2 separate regions of the Hordeum vulgare genome follow, and region 1 is linked to region 2. Evidence: chromatin contacts called from public Hi-C data. All regions are on one chromosome and are shown on one strand. The core of a region is the stretch at or near the end of the contact, and the rest is flanking DNA. Distances in the headings are between cores, read along the strand shown. Region 1 holds the start of LOC123401611 (calmodulin-binding protein 60 B-like). Region 2 holds the start of LOC123401819 (FGGY carbohydrate kinase domain-containing protein).

Evidence for each region. Hi-C and Micro-C count contacts between places; a contact is called where the count stands out from the background.
Region 1: a contact with region 2 is called in a Hi-C map of leaf, with 6 times the contacts expected there. The contact joins the promoter of LOC123401611 here to the promoter of LOC123401819 in region 2. A contact is called at or near these places in 3 of 6 Hi-C or Micro-C datasets (leaf and seedling).

The regions. Positions count from the first base shown.
Region 1 is chr6H:122,552,804-122,555,503 of MorexV3_pseudomolecules_assembly, forward strand. LOC123401611 (calmodulin-binding protein 60 B-like) reads left to right here and starts at 1,372. Exons shown (of 7, transcript XM_045095445.1): 1 at 1,372-1,680. The coding sequence starts at 1,592.
Region 2 is chr6H:122,077,209-122,080,004 of MorexV3_pseudomolecules_assembly, forward strand. It overlaps LOC123401819 (FGGY carbohydrate kinase domain-containing protein), which reads right to left and starts at 1,529. Exons shown (of 15, transcript XM_045095668.1): 1 at 1,367-1,529; 2 at 849-928; 3 at 644-761; 4 at 351-529. The coding sequence starts at 1,424.

The sequences.
Region 1 (2,700 bases), core at 122-2,621, 480 kb after region 2:
ACTCATTTTTTCAGTACATGTACTTGTAACGATATCCATTCTTGCGAAACGACGAGATGCATTTCTATCCCTGTCGAGGCCCTCGCGCCAAAATAAGGATAGGACCGCATCTTGAACGTTACACGTCCGCATCACTTCAATGTGTTGCGGGCGGTCGTTTGGAAACAACTGGCTACGACAGAGTTCGGTTGGTCTCTAGCGGCTCGAGCGTCGAGTGAACGCTGGAGCCGCTCGAGGCGCTCGCGCTCGGCCAAGTTGGCCAATCGTGCGTTCTCCAGCGCGATCTCCTCCAGGCTATTTTCGGTGATGGGGGTGCGAAGGACTCGATGAGCAGCTGCGAAATATGGTGGTGGCTGTCGTCGTGGCAACGCTCCCTGCCGTCACGCTCGAGAGAGTTATCAGAAGCGTGGTCATGGTTGTTTCCCCTGTTGGTGTCGGTCATTAGAATCTCAGCTGCACCCCTGCTGCTGTCGCAGTCGGAGTCGCCGAGTGACTCCTCGCTCGACGAAGGGAAGAGGCTGACGGTGGGCTCATCAGAACTGAGCATGGCAACCTGTCCGGAGATGGCCTGGTTGGCCATAGCATGCTTGATCCATCGCTGCATCTGCGAGTGCCCAGAGCGCTTGTGACCGACGGCAGCGGGTCGTGGTGATGCCGAGTGATGTGGCGCCGATGGCTGCCGAATCAGGACTACGTGCGCTACCGCGCTGAAGTGCGACGAACCTCGCGCGGGGAGGGCGTCGGTGTCCAGTGATACATCCTGCAGCCACGCTAAATCGTCGACGATGAAGCTAAGGAAACCGAAGAGGATCTCTCCGTCGAGTGTCATCATGATGGCGAAAATGTGGAAAATCTCCAACTGCGCTGAATTTGCTAGAAGCGCAGCCCCACGATGGGCGTCAACTTTCGTGGGAATGATCCTGACAATAGTATCAGGAGTACAAACTAAGGGGCGAAGTCTAGCTAGACGCAGTGGATGAACTCGGATTTACGAGTTCAACCCCACTCGGAGGTGGTAATAGCTCTACGTCTCGAACCGAAAGGCTGATGTTTGCTTATAGGGTGTAAAAGATTACAAGTGATGAACCTTGAGCCGGTATCCGAAAGTGGCTTATATAGTGTTGTCATGACCGTCCGAGCACCGTTACAAGGCAATAAATGATAATAAAGAGAAAGTTACAGGTAACAAAAGCCTTAATCCCTGATGTTACCGGTAACGCGGGCTTTCATGGACCTTCATACGTGTGTTTAAATCCTTGACCGTTGCAGCCCCTTCGTCCTCCCTGACTTGCTGTGGACCGAGCGCGGAAAGGGTCCGATTGTTGCAAAGTAGACCGAGTAATTTCACGTGATCGAGTGAAAGCACAATGACCGAACGAGCTTGAGACTATTAGCATGGCTTGTCACTGTCCTTACGGATAGTTTGGTGGCCTTATGGAAACGGGTCATCCAGCGCCCGGCCAGGCGACCGCGGCCGATCAATCTCCTCCGGTGCGCGGAACCGGTCAAGGCGGCGGCGGCGCTCGCGCGAAATCTGGAGGCAGGCCTCGCTCTATTCGGTGCGGGCGCCGGCTAGGGTTCGCCCCCGGCGATGAACGAGAAGCGCGGGCTGGAGGCCGCCGCCGCCGCCGGCGACGGCCGCCCCGAGGCTAAGCGGTCGCGCCCCCCGGCTCTTGCCAGGTCAGGAATTCGTCGAGTTTTGGTACCCCTTTTAAGTGCGTGCGTGATGTGATTTTTGTGTGTCCGTGCCGATTCAGCCGCGCGAGTTCTAGCCAGTGTAGCTGCTTGGGTTCGTATGGTGGCAAAGGCTTTCGTGATTTAGCGCCGGCTTACGTATTTATAACTGGGATTTGGGAATTCATCTTCAGATTTATTGCTCGTGATTTGGTGCCGTCTAGCTGAAAATCTGAAGATGTGTTTTTTTTTTCATTGACAAAGGGTCGTCAGGTTGTTATTAGCGGGGTGATGATTAGTCTCCTAGTTGCTGCGTCTAACCGTAGCTTTGGAACTTCAGTTATGGTTTTGATGACCATGGGCGTTTTGAAGTTGCTTAGTATTAGAAACAGTTTGAGCTGGAACTGGTGTGACCTGCTGGGAAATGAGTGAATTATTGGTAACTTGTTGGTTAACTGTTGAGAGAAAGGAGAAGATCCGTTATAAGTAGTTTCAGGAGCACACTCGTGACCACGTTATAAGCATCAAGGACGTACACTCAAGGACGCCTATGCTTACCACTGAAAACAATTTAAGAAAAACGGTACACATCATCCATCACATATTAGGACAAAATCAAATGCCAGGCTTGTTCTGTAGCTTTAACTCCAGGCTTGTCATCCACTCTATTCTGTTGTTAGTATAATATTTTAACCTCATGCACATAAGTTAAGCAAATACATAAGATTACCACTATGGCCATGTTAAAATTATCTCATTGAACTTGTTCATCTACAAAATACCCCAACTGTCCAACTGACAAGAATCTCCCTAGTTAATGGCAAGAACCATCTCTAAAGCGCTATCTTCTGGGTGTTATGTTTATAGGCAAGTAACACATGATGGTATTGCCAGTAACTTGATGTTTGTGGTGTGCAATGTAATTTGGCTTCACGCATGATGCTATATCCTTGCAAAGTATGTAAACTTTGAGGTCTAAAAGGTGAAATGTTCTTCTTTGGGAGCCACGTTGATACTAATTATCTG
Region 2 (2,796 bases), core at 279-2,778:
TCATAAAAAATATTTTGGAAAGATCAAACTTATGTATATTCATGCTGTAATCAACATCATTTTAGTGACTTCCTAAAAAATGTCCACGTTTGTTAATTTCTTCAAACCATCTCCAGTTGCAGAGAGTAAACATTGCGATTTTCAGGTTTCAAAATGATAAAATTCTGATTTGCCAAGACTGGGAAATGAAATTTCCAGAAACATAGTGTGATTACCATTATCAGGCAATAAACACAATGATTGACATTTCCAACAGCATGCTCATATTCTTTTAAAAATCATGAATCAGGAAGTCAAGAGTTAGCACAATCATGATGCAAACCATATTGCATGAAAAGAGAAGCAGATACCTTTGGAGCTTGCATTTCTGGAGATACGCCCCCACCACAGTACTGCAATACCGGTGAATTGCGAGCATTAATTCGATCAGCCTGGTCAACAGCCCTATGGTCCATCCACACGATGATGTTCCTTCTTGCATCAGCACTCCAAGAAACCGAAACAGGGGAACCATCAGCATCAACAGCAACTGCAAGCAACACACTATGTTATTATCAAGTCGGTGAATTCCGAGTCACCTGAAGACACAACACTTCCCATTCGGAAGTCAACTCAAACAGCTCATATGGAGAACAGGGCAAACCAAGGGAGCAAGTAGCGGCGAATCCAAGGCCAGCGACATCCTCAGCTGCGACATTTGCAAGCGAGCACGCAGATTTTACAGCAGTGCACACCGCAAGCCAGATATCTGTCGATGATTGCTGGTGTGCACCGCCCAGAATTAGCAAGGTGTTACTTGATTCATTTGAAAATCATGCAATACACTAAACGGATCAGAGGTTACTAACCTCGATGCAATCTTTCTCTTTCCATATCTGTATCGGGCTGCTCGCTGAACCCAGCAGCTTACCCTTCTCATCGAAGACACCTGCATCAACAGCCAACAAAGAATCAATAACACCAACCTAATTACCTGCTACGCCTGCCAAGAATGAACTCCTTTCTGGCTTTCTCAAGGCCGGGTATGCCCAGTGTCAAGAATGCTCTGTTCACACCTAACTTAAATTACCCTTCATCACATCCGAGAGAACGATTGAGGGAGAACTACAGGAACAGCACAGCTCCTCCCATGAAAACAACATTTAGTTCGTCACTCTGAGTGGACAACTAGTAATACTCTTGAGTAATTAAAAAGAAATCCTCGGATGTGAAATTTCCTCCAGAATATAAGAGTTGCTTCGCCACAGAAGCAGCAGTGCTAGTGCTAGCCTACTCGCGAATCAAGAAACAGCCGAAGTCTACCTAGTAAAAAATAGTCAAGAAAAAGGGAGGGCCGTTGGATGAAAGGATTCAGAGGGTGACGAGCCTGCGCGAGCGCTCCCAGTGCCGACGTCGACGCCGAGGAAGACACCGCCGTGGGACATGCTGCCGGCGGCGACGAGCGGAGGCGGGGAGCGTCCACGTGGGCGTGGCCTGCGTCGCGTGCGTTTGATCTGATCCGTTTGCGCTGGCCCAGTTGTCAGAGCAAATTTTGCACCCCGAGAGGCTGAGAAGTGAATAATAGTTGGGGAGTGCTGTGCGCGGGCTTTCGGCCGGCCGCGCTCGGGCCCGCACAATCCATCAACCCGCGCGTCTGCACCGATCTACCAACCCCGCTCGTCCGTATCGTTGGATCCCTATGCAACATTTTTTTCCCCGATGCAGCAAAATTTCGACGTGATGCAGCAATTTTTTCAACATTTGCAACAAAAAATAAAATTTATATAAAAAAAATATCTACGTGATCGTAGAAAAAAAACAAAGTTGATGGTGCATGGTAGCAAAAGTCAAACCCCGGTTGTAACAAATATTTGCGTGACGTGTATGCAGCTTTTTTAGTGAACGGTTGCAGCAAACAATAATGTCGGTTGTAGCAAAAATTAACACGGTTGTAACAAAAGAAAAAACATCGATTGTAACGAAAAAATCCGACGAACTGAAGTTGCAACCAAACGTATATGCAGCTTTTTTACTGCACAACTATAGCAAAAAAATAATGCTTGCAGCAAATATGACGTTGGTTGCAACAATTTAAACAAAAAATGTTGCATGCCTAGTCAGCGGACGCGCGCGGTCGCGTGCGGCTGACCGGCGCCCCGGCCAAAAACGTTTCCCATAATAGTTTGGCTCACACAAAAAAGCAGAAAATGTTGCAAATCCATGTGATCCCCAAACAAATGCTAAATCCATTTGATCCCCTGGAGTTGTTGACATTTTTTATGTCGCGAGTTAAGTTAGATTTAATGAATTAGAATGTTTGTGGTTTGAACAGTCCGGTAAGATGAAAAACGTTTGAAAGAATTTGTAGATTCCGGTAGACCGGGGATTTGTTGTATCTAGGAGGCCAAACTTGATGTAGTTGATCATTTTATGATTATGTAATGCTTTGGGCCATCGTATGATGGCTTCTCGTACTTATCGGTTGTTGGAACCAGGGGTGGTATCATTTTGGTGTGAGATTCCTCGGTGGCACACATATCTAATCACATGTGTGATACAAACTTCATCACAACCTATGTGGAGCCAACGGAGGGCTTGACTTGGTGGCTATATGTGGTTTACGGACCGCAAGAAGACCAGGAAAAAGTTAATTTTTTGGAGGAGCTTTCGGCACGACGCCTTCTTTGTCCTGGTCCGTGGCTTCAGATTGAAGATTTTAATCTCATTTTGCAAGCGACTGACAAGAATAATATCAACCTGCACAGGAGGAGGATGAGCAAGTTTAGATGATTCATTGATTCCAACGGTTTTAAGGAG